Linked DNA regions of Ovis aries: region 2 is linked to region 1. The links are chromatin contacts, called in public Hi-C maps. All regions are on one chromosome and are shown on one strand. Each heading gives the region's core, a stretch centred on a gene start, on an enhancer-like site or on the middle of the called end of the contact. The rest is flanking DNA. Distances are from core to core; before and after follow the strand shown.

The links. A called contact is a pair of places that touch in the nucleus more often than the background predicts.
Region 2: a Hi-C map of mixed tissues shows a contact between it and region 1, with 2.5 times the contacts expected there. The contact joins the promoter of BBC3 here to the promoter of NPAS1 in region 1. A contact is called at or near these places in 4 of 16 Hi-C or Micro-C datasets (hypothalamus, mixed tissues and tail adipose tissue).

The regions. Positions count from the first base shown.
Region 1 is chr14:53,845,660-53,851,071 of ARS-UI_Ramb_v3.0, reverse strand. It overlaps NPAS1 (neuronal PAS domain protein 1), which reads right to left and starts at 2,673. Exons shown (of 12, transcript XM_027977942.3): 1 at 2,543-2,673; 2 at 1,333-1,494; 3 at 626-861. The coding sequence starts at 1,433.
Region 2 is chr14:54,011,968-54,017,379 of ARS-UI_Ramb_v3.0, reverse strand. It overlaps BBC3 (BCL2 binding component 3), which reads left to right and starts at 3,270. Exons shown (of 4, transcript XM_027978529.3): 1 at 3,270-5,412.

The sequences.
Region 1 (5,412 bases), core at 1,424-3,923:
CCTGGGAGGGGAGGGGCTTCATCATGATTTCCACTTCACAAATGAGGCACAGAGAGGTGAGGCGACCTGCCCGGGGATCACAATGCTGGGGAATGGCCAAGCGAGGACAGGGACCTCTGTCTTACTGAAGCTCGCCATCTTACCTGCCATGTTATCCCGTCCCCCTCCCGCATCCCAGGCTGGGAATTCAGACGCCAGAGTCCTTGTGTTTCCTTTGGGGTCCCTCCGATCTGAGTGCGGGGTGTTTCTTGCTCATTAGCGGATGGGAGGCCCGGGCTGGGTCCTCTCTGTCCTGCTCATGCAGCTGCGGGTCTCCTTTGTGAAAATCATGAATCATTTCCTCTAATAAAAATAATAGCCCTTACTAGTGGCATGACCGCTGGTACGGCCAGGGCAGAATTCATGAAACCGTCCCTACCTGGTGAGCCCATTTTACAGATGAATAAACTGAGGCCTGGACAGCAGAAGCCGTCTGATAGCAACACCCAAAAGGTCTGACTCCAAATTCTGTACTCCCTTCCTTTCGGGTGGAGGAGACTGGCCACAGCTAGCTCACAGCTCAGACCCGGGGTGCCCTGCCCTGCGCGAGCGCGCCAGGACCCCGCCCCCGCGCATGCGCACTCACCTAGGCCCGCCGGCGGCACCGAAGACCGCAGCCCCCAGGGCGGCGCCCCGAGCGCGGCAAAGCGGCGCAGGCGGAGGTAGGTGACGCTGAGGCGCACGATGGACGCCTTGTCCAGCTGGCTGGAGATGGCTCCGGGCAGAGGGAGTAGCTTGGCCAGCTCGAAGAACTCCAGGTTCTCCTTTCCGCGCCGCGAGCGCGCAGCGTTACGGGACTTCTCCTTGCGCTGCGCCTGCAGGCTGGGCGGGCGGCGCGGAGGGAGCGTCAGCGGGGGCCGGGGACTCCGGGTTCGGGGGCGGGGGCCTCGGGAACGGGGGGAACGGGACGTTGGAAGTGGGTTCAGGACTCTGGAGGTCGGGACAGAGCCTGAGAGTGACTTCTCTGCCCAGCCGTGGGGCAGGACTTGGGGGTGTAAAGGCTGAGGGGGAGGAGGAAGGAGAGGGGAGCGGTAAGAATGTTGGGTAGGAGTCCCGAAAAAGGGGGCTAGGAACCGAACGCCCAGTGTGCGGTGAGTTGCGGAACCTCGGTAGAGCAACTCCGGGTAAGAAAGTCTAGCCCGAGGGGCGGGGCGGAAGGTGAGTGTGAATTCTCTTCGGATCCCGCCTTGGGGCGGGGCCACGGCCCGAGGGGCGGGGCGAAGGTGAATGTGAATCCTCGTCGGATCCCGCCTTGGGGCGGGGCCACGGCCCGAGGGGCAGGGCTTTGCTCACCAGGGTCCCGGCGGGGCCTTGACCACGAACCCCGGCAGAAAGTCCCAAGGGACGCTGCCGCCGCGACCTCCCCCGCCACCGCTGGGGTAGGGGGCCGCCATCTCCGTGGGGACCCGCTCAGGCGGGCTCAGAGCGGCCTGTGGGACTCGAGAGCCGCGTCTCCTGCAGCGGGAAGGAGCGGGAGGCAACGCTCAGCGCCCGAGGGGGCGCGTGGGACACCTGGTAGGCAAACCAAGGTCCGCGGGGTTGGGTGCAGGGTCCCGGCGAGGAGCTGCCGCGGGAGGTGGCCTCAGTTTCTCCTACCCGGAGGCCAGGTTACACAGCCCGCAGCTCTCACCGTGCCGGGCTCCGGGCGAAGCTCACTCAGGGTGAGGACGTGCCCCGCCGCCGCCTCCCCCGCGCCGCCCGCCAGCGCGCCCGCCTCACGCCCGCGCCGGGCCGGCTCCCGCATACCAATAGGCGCACGCGGCGCGCATACGGATCCGACCGGCCCGCGCGCTGCGTGCCAAGCATGCCCAAAGCCGGGCGGGGGGCGGGCGCCTCGCCGGGGCCCAGGCAAGACCGGCTCCAGCCCCCAGAGCCCTCTACCCCGGGGACCTGCTCCCACCACAAGCCCATCCCGGGAGTCTGGTTTTTGCATCTGCGGTACGCCTATTTCCCAGGCTCGGTTAAAGAGACAGGGGCGGGGGGGAGGCAGAAACTAGGGACCCCACCCAATGCTTTTCCCAGGGACCACCCCTCAAACCCTGGGGGTGATGCCACGTGTCTGGGCCGCCAAATCTCCGCAACCACAACTTCCTCCCTGAAGACCCCCGATGCAGCGGCCAGCTCCTCAGCCCCAGGTAGCCCTCAGGATGGATCCAGAATTCTGAGCCCAGGTGTCCTGGTATTCAGATTCCCCAGAACCGGAAACATGTTCAATTAGGTCTTCATTCCTCCAGGGCTAGGCATTCAGGGTCCAGCCCCGCTCCCCACATCCACGCCGCCCCCAAGCCTTCCCAGCCAGGTCCCCCGATGCCCTAGATCTTGGCGTTCAGATCCCCCAGGCCCCTAATTCTCCAAGACTCAACCTCCGTGCGCCCCTACTCTCAGCCCCGGGAGACAGGCGTTCCGCTGCCCTAGCCCCCAGGACACTGGAGTCCCGGTCCCCTTCACCTCCAGGACTCAGGAGTTCCCTGTCCTCTCATACCTGCCCCCTGGCGTCCCCTACCTGCAAGACCCACCGCCTCGTTATCTGACCGCGAGGGCAGTCTCCGGGCGCGGCGTGGGGCCGGCCGGGCGGCGCAGAGGAGCGGCCCCATAGACCCCGGGGCGGGCCAGGCTCGGCGGGGCGCGCGGGCTGTGTCGCTAGGTTCTCCGCGCCCGCCGAGGCCTCGCAGACTTGGATGCGTGGAGACAGCGCCGGCGGGCTGGGGCGGGGCCTGCTGGAGCCCCGCCCACGGAGCCTCCTCCCTTCGGTCCTGCCGCGCGTCAGCCACTCTGATCTTTTCCGCGGTTGTTGTTCAGTGGCTCCGTCGTGTCCGACTGTTTGCGACCCCATGGACCGCAGCACGCCAGGCCTCCCTGTCCCTCACCATCTCCCGGAGTTTGCTCAAACTCATGTCCATTGAGTCGATGAGGCCATCCAACCGTCTGGTCTTCTCTCTTCCTCTTCTGCCTTCAATCTTTGCCAGCATCAATCAGGGTCTTTTCCAATGAGTCGGCTCTTCGCATCAGGTGGCCAAAGTATTGGAGCTTCAGCCTCAGCCTCAGTCCCTCCAATGAATATTCAGGTAGGGGGTTCCAAGCAAGGGAGTCCTGGGCTGCTCAGATGTCTGAGCCCCCTTAGCCCACCAGAACGGGAACCTCGAAGTCGGCTTCCCCACCCCAAGAGGGGAACACCGGAGTCCAGGCTCTATCTCTATATACCCCACTGGAAGGAACTATCACCCCATGTTCCCTAAGAATACTCAGCACCCAGCAGCTCCTCAAGACAAGGAAGGCACCCTGCGCCCGCTCCTGTAGGGGTGGAGACCCAGACGTCAGCGTCCCCTCTAGGGGAGCAAATCCAGGCGTTAGAGACCCTTTACCAGGAGAGAACTTAAGAATGTCAGCGAGGCCATCTGGACAAGAAGGGGACCTTGGGCTCAACAACCCCCCCCCCCGCCCGCGCCCCCCCAACCCCACCCCCCACCCCCCACCTTATAAGACCAGGATTTGACATCTAGACTTCCCAGGGACTGGGACACAGGTGTCCAAGGAACTTCAGAGATCAGGATCCTGGGGTCTTAGTTCCACCACTACTCCTGCGGGAACCCTAACTTTGGAGCTTCCCATTAGACCATAAATGGGAACTAAGGGATTATAGTACCTCCCATAGAGATCTGGAGACCCAGGTGATCCAGCCAGTTCTTTTCCACTCTGGTAGAAAATACAAAATCTCTCCCTCCCAAGCCCCTTCAGCAGCCTGGCATGGGGGTTTCCAGGTGCTTAAGTGCTGCTAGGGGGCTTCCCAGGTGACTCAGTGGTAAAGAACCCACCTGCCAATGCAGGAGACATGACACCCGGGTTCAGTCCCGGGGTTTGGAAGATCCTCTGGAGGAGAGTATGGCAACCCACTCCAGTATTCTTGCCTGGAGGATCCCATGGACAGAGGAGCCTGGCAGGCTACAGTCCATGCGGTTGAGAAGAGTGGGACCAGCTGAACATGTGAGCATGAAGTACTCCTAGGAGACCGCAGTGCAACTGATGAAGGTGGGCTGGAAGTCTTAGGGGAGGCGGGTGGGCAGGGCTGGCAGAGAGCTAGGGTCTTCCTCAGGTTGGACAGAGGAACCAAGGCACACATCTCTGCACCCTCATGTACACGGGCTGATAGGAACACTCTTTTTTTAAAAAAAAATTATTTTTAATATTCATTTAAAGAAGGCTGAGCACCAAAGAGTTGATGCTTTTGAACTGTGGTGCTAGAGAAGACTCTTGAGAGTCCTTTGGACTGCAAGGGGATCAAACTAGTCAATCCTAAAGGAGATCAACTTTGAATAAGGTTGATCAATCTTGAATATTCATTGCAAGAACTGATGCTGAAGCTCCAATACTTTGGCCACCTGATGCAAAGAGCCAACTCATTGGCAAAGACGCTGATGCTGGGAAAGATTGAAGGCAGGAGGAGAAGGGGACAACAGAGGATGAGATGGTTGGGTGGCATCATCAGCTCAAGGGACATGAATCTGGGCAAACTCCGAGAGATGGTGAAGGACCGGGAAGCCTGGCATGCTGCAGTCCTTGGGGTTGCAAAGAGTCAGATACGACTGAGTGCCTGGACAACAATACAAAATTCATTTATTTAGTTTATTTTTGTCTGTGCTGGGTCTTCATTGCTGCACGCAGGCTTTCTCTAGCTGTGCTGAGCAGGGCCTGCTCGCTCTCCCGCTGCAGTGCACAGGCTTCTTGCGGTGGGTGGCTTCCCTTGTTGTGGAGCACAGGCTCTAGAGCACAGCCTCAGTAGTTGTGGGGCACAGGGTTAGCTGCTCCAAGATATGTGGGAGGCGCTATAATCCCTTAGTGCTCATTTATGGGCTAGTGGGAAACTGATGTTGGGGTTCCCATTGGAGCAGTGGTGGAGCTAAGACACCAGGATCCTGGTCACTGAAGTTCCTTGGATACCTGTACCCCAGTCCTTGGGAGGTCCGTAGGTTCAATCAGGACAACCACACTGAACAATTTGAGAGCTAATCTTTTATGTGTGACGTGGGCACTCGTTCCTGAGACCATCTCAGGGGGTCTATGAGGTCACATTTTCATACCGAGACATTTTCTGCCTTTCCACTTCCTTCTCCATGAGCATCCAGTGATGGGGGAGGTTTCAGAGGCTCCCTGGCCTGTGATATCACAGCAGACCCCAGGCATAAGCAGCAGGAGTGTCCAGCTGTTTTCTGTGAGGCTGGACTTTAAGGAGCTTTGCAAAAGTGTAAAATAATGACACTCCTTTCACTAAAATTTTTCTTAAAATAGGTTATTTATATAAGCCTGTAATGCATTTATTATTGCTATTTAAAAATGCCTTCCGAATCCTTTTCAAGAATTTCCAGTTTTATTCTGATA
Region 2 (5,412 bases), core at 2,021-4,520, 170 kb before region 1:
AGATGGAGTCAGGGCTGCAGAGATCGAGGTGAGTTTGGGGAGCGGCGGGGTGAGGGCGATCCGGGAGGGGCACTCGGGGTTAGGGTCGCCTGTAGGGGCGAGCCCTGCGGGATATAGGCGGGGCCCCTCCCTACCCCCTCATCCCCACTGTGGCGGCGGCGGCGGCGGCGGCCGAGTTACGAGTTACCAAGTTACCGCAGGATTCGGAAGCTTCTCACTGGCGAGGCCGCAGCCAATCAGAGAGCAGCGTCGCTGTTCTCGGGCAGGAGGCCTGGAGATGCACCTTCCCCCGACACCCAGCGAAGCACGCGGCCACACAATCACAGTGGCTCACACACTTACCCTGTCCCAGGGACACGCAGCATCGCCTGCCCCCCATACGCACACGATCGCAGCGACACACATCGTGTCGTACACACGCGGCCCCAGGAACACGCAGAGACACACAGCATCGCAGACGCACAAAATCTCAGGGACACAGTCGCAGTTCCGGGACACACAGCACTGCCGAGACCCACAATCACCATGACACACAACATTACCCTAACACACAACCACACTGAAACCCAGTGTTGCCCAGACCCATGCATTCTGCATGTCTTAGACCCTAGAACACACAATATAAGTGGCACACACAATGCCAGTGGTCATGGCACACACATTATCGCAGTGATACACACAATCACAACAATGACTCATTCAATCACAGTGACACAAGACTGCACAGACACACAACCTTATTAACAAAGGCACAGTCTCATGGACACACATCACACTGACAAACACAATCACAACAACACACATAATCAGAAGGACACACAGCACTGCACTGATGTACATACACTCAGTAACACAGTCCCACAGACTCACAACATTTCCAATACAATGACAAGAGTATCCTGCTATACACAGCGTTGTCCAAACACACATTAGCAGTGACAGGCACGCACATTTTCCCCTTGACACGCAGCAAAGCACTCAGGCACACACTATCACAGTGACACACAACGTACCACACAAAATCTCACAATTCCACTGAGGCACAGAGTGGCCTAGATAATCCCAAGAATGTGAAGTTTTGTGCACACACACTTACAACGATGATGGTACACACACACAATTCCAGGATCACACAGCATTGCAGACACAATCATAGTGATGCAACCACACAGTTGCACCGTTGCATACAACCACAGCATGTCCACAAACATTTCTGCTAATGCACAACAGCACTCCAATGCGTATCCAATCCCGCTGTCACAAACACAACCACAGCGACATACATCACCTCATCTATGCACACCAGGAAGTTGCACAAAACAGCACATGAACACAAACACATAGATACACCATCACACTCACACACAGCATGCCCAAATATCATACAAATAGCACACTGACACACAATGACAGAGTCAGAGCCACCCCGTGGGACAAATGCCATCACACAACATCATCCCTGTGACACACACCATCAGCTGATACAGGACAGTACACTGACACAGTCCCACACCGCAACTTTACACAAACACAGCTCAGATAAGTCAACCCCTGGACACGCAGCACAGTAGCCCAGCAGACTGACAGGGAACTCTCCAGGACACAAACCACGCAGTCACACAAACACACAGTCTCACACACGCACTCATCCCTGCCCTTGCCCCAATAGGATGTGTGTGATGTGGGATGCTTGGGGGGGAGGGGAAATGCTAAGTGGGCTTGTGTATGTATGTGTGCTTGTGTGCGTGTGTGTGTGCGTGTGTGTGTGTGTGTGTGTGTGTGCTTATGCCTCCCTCTCCTGGCCCTTCCCCTGGGGCGGGGCCGTGCGGCAGCCGCTGTTACCGGGTAAACTTCCCCGCCCCCCCCAGCGCGGCCATTAGTCACCCCCCTCCCAGGATGATGTCATCGCCTCATTCTGGAGGCTGAGTAATCCTCGACTCCACCCCCCCACACCCCAGGTACCAGGGTAGGGGCGGGCCGCACCTGGACTCCACCCGCGTCTGGAGCTGGGGGCTTGGCTGCCTGGGTCTCCTGGGGGTGAGGACTGAGGAATCTGAGCCTCTCTGGAGTAGCCTGGGCGCTCACATCAGGGTCCCTTGGGGCTGCAGGCTCGCGGTCCCGGATCCCTGGTGGCCAACTAAGAGCACTGGGAGCCAGGATCTACCAGACCTAGGGTCCTGGGCATCCCAGGGCCCCAGGACTTGGAAGGGACCCCCTGCACACTGTGAGGGGCTGGGTCACCTCGCCAGGTGACTGGAGGAGGGGAGGCTCTGTGACACTTGGGGCTTCACTCCTGGGTTCCCGGCATGTGCGTGGTGGGGGGAGGGGGGAGGTTGAGTGCCAGGGAGCAGAGGGCGTGGCTGTGGGGTCAGATGCCTGCGACCTGGTAGATCAACAAGCTAGACCCTGGGGAAAATGACTCGGAGGGGAGGCGAGCTCGCTCGCAGCCTACCCCTTGGGGCTGGGTAGGTGGTAGTCTGGATGAACTGGACACCTGAGGGTCTAGTAACTGGTGTATCTGTGGGGTCTCCCAGAATCAGTATGGTGAGGCGCCAGGATGCCCACGGACTCTGAGACATCTCGTTGCCTGAGGGCCCAAAGACCAGAGTCTCTGCTTCCTGTGGGGGTGGGGAGCTCAGTTCTAACTTTCTCAGAAGCCGACCTGCCTGGGTTCCCTCTGGGGGCAGCCTGAATGCTTCTTTCCAGGGACTGGGAAACTAGCATCCCTTGGTGGGGGGTTCATATGCTCGTTGTCACAAGACAGGGCATGCCTGAGTCCTTTGAGGAGAAGGGGAGACCCCTATTTTTATGGGATCTTTTTCTGGGAGAGATTCCCCAGCCCCTGTGTTTTTTTAAAGTCAAGATGCCTAAATCCTGTTTGGGGAGGGTCTGAGGTGGGGGTGGGGGCATGTGCAGACAACCAGCTCCTATCTTTGCGGAGTCAGGATGCCCAGGTCTCCCTCTGAGAAGGGGAGGCTTGCTAGCTGTTTCCACAAGGCCGACTCCAGCGTGCCGTCCTGGGGAGGGACGGGATGCGCGGCCCCTATTTCCAGCCCATCCTAAGTGCCCATCCTCGTCAGGGAGTGCGAGTTACGGTGAGGGCCGGGGGGGTGGGGGGGGGGGGGGGGGGGGGGGGGGGGGGGGGCGGCAGTGCCCAGCCCAGGCCTCACCCCAGCCTGCCGCAGGCTTGCAGGCAGTGAGCCCGGCAGCTCCCCGGGGCCCGCCTCCCCGCCCCCCGCGCCGAGGGCTCCCCAAGATCCGGGCGGGCGGGCAGGCGCGGCGGCGGCCAATGAGCGCGCTCGCCGTCTCCGGGAGCCGGGCCGGCTCTGCCCGCCTGGCATTGGGCACGCGGTGGGCAGCGGCGGGCGGGGCCTGGGGGGTCCTCGCGCCTGGTTGGGCCAGGCTTGTTGCTGGGTAACGGGGCGGCGAGTTTCCCCTGGCAACGGCGGCGGGTACCGCTCACTGGCTGGCCGGGAAGGAGGGGGGGCGCGGGCGCGGGCAGGCCCCGCAGACCCCAGCAACAGCGCGCGGCCCCCGCCCCGCCGGGGAGCGGTAACCTTCACACGCGCCGGCCGCTCGGACCCTGCGGACACCGGCGCCCCCGCCCAGCCCCCACCCGGCTCCAGTCCAGCCCCGGGGCCTGAGAGGCCGGCCGCACCGAGGGGACCCGGGAGGCCCCCCTCCCCACCGCGGAAAGCCAGGACTCACAGCCTGCTCTGAAAAGTTAAGTCCTTTCCAACTCCCTCTCCGGTGCTGAGAAATCTACTTCCCTGGAACGGCATTCAAGATACCGGGGCAGGTTGCGGGTCCTCAGTAAACTAGCTGGGACGTTGTTTTTCTTCACCCAGCACTTCGCATGGAGCCCAGCACTGCCCTATACGATACTGTCCTACCTGCGTTACAAATCGGAATTCACTGATTAATCTTCACATTGAAGTTGGGGTCCTATGGCGATCGTCTTTGTACACGTGGGGAAACTGAGGCGCAGAAGGAGGAAGCTACTTCCTCAAGGTCATCGTTTGAACCTAGGCAGCCTGGCTCCAAAATCTGGATGGTGTATATCTTCACTGTGTTGACTGTCCCTTTGAGAGGCATTAATAGTCCAAATGAGGGACCTCCCGGGTGGCTCGGTGGCTGACTCTGCACTCCCAAGGCAGGAGGCCCAGGTTCTATCCCTGGTCTGGTCGGGGTGCTAGGTCTCACATGCTACAACTAAAGACCCAGTGCAGCCAAATAAAGAAAATATTCAAAATGAGAAACTGTGCCAGCCAGTGAAACACACTAATGGCTGGCCCACAGGCCGGACTTGAAACCCCTGCCCCAACCTGAGGGTCTTAGCTGGAAGACCTTCTCTGGATTCTCAGAGAATCAATAGCTCCCCCACACAGAGAAATGATGTGTGAAGGACCCATTAGAGCCCAGTGCTTTATTTTTACTGACCTTCTTACTCAGAAGAATCCTCTGACTAGGGACCTGTGCTGTCCCAACTCACAGGTGAGGAAATTAATCGAGGAACAGAGATGGGACCACTTGCCCAGAGTCACACAGCCCGAAGGTGGCAGAGCTGGGGATTCTAGGTCAGGCCATCAAGTCCACAGAGCATCAGCTCCTTGGTGAAATTCTGTGCATTCTTGGGGGAGAGGGGAATGGGCCTCAGTTATGGAGGTTCTGGTGACTTTCTTTTAGCCAGTGGTTCTCAACCTGGAGTGATTTTTGCCTCCCCCAGGTGATTCCTGTGTGACACTAGCGGTAAAGAACCTGCCTGCCAGTGAAGCAGATGTAAGAGATGAGGGTTCAGTCCCTGGGTCGGGAAGATCCGCTGGAGGAGGGCATGGCAACCCACTTCAGTATTCATGCCTGGAGAATCCCATGGACAGAAGAGCCTGATGGGCTACAGTCCAAACGGTCTCAAAGAATCAGACACGACTGAAGCAACTTAGCATGCATGTGGGTGATATTAAGCAGTGTTTGCAGACATTTTTTTAATTTTGGCAGACATTTTTGATTGTCACAAAGGGAGGGGCTGCTACTGGCCTCCAGGGGATAGAGGTCAGGGTGAATGCTAAATATCCTACAAAGCACCAGACAGTCCCCACAACAAAGACTCATCCGACCTCACATGTCAGTAGAGAGGAGATGAACAGACTGCTCTAGGGACTTCGCTGGCGGTCCAGTGGTTAGGACTGCGCCTCCACTGCAGGGGCATGGGTTCCATCCCTGGTCTGGGAACTAAGATCCTGCATGCCTGCCGCTGGGCCAAAAAGCAAAACTTTGCTCTCTGCCAAGCCTGACCTCCCCCACCCTCAGCCAACCCATCCCTGACCCCTCTTATTTTCTCTCCACCTGGTCTCTTTCTGACTCCCTCCACTCCCCTGGTCTGAGTCTTCCTGTCTCTGTATCTCTTTTTGCCCC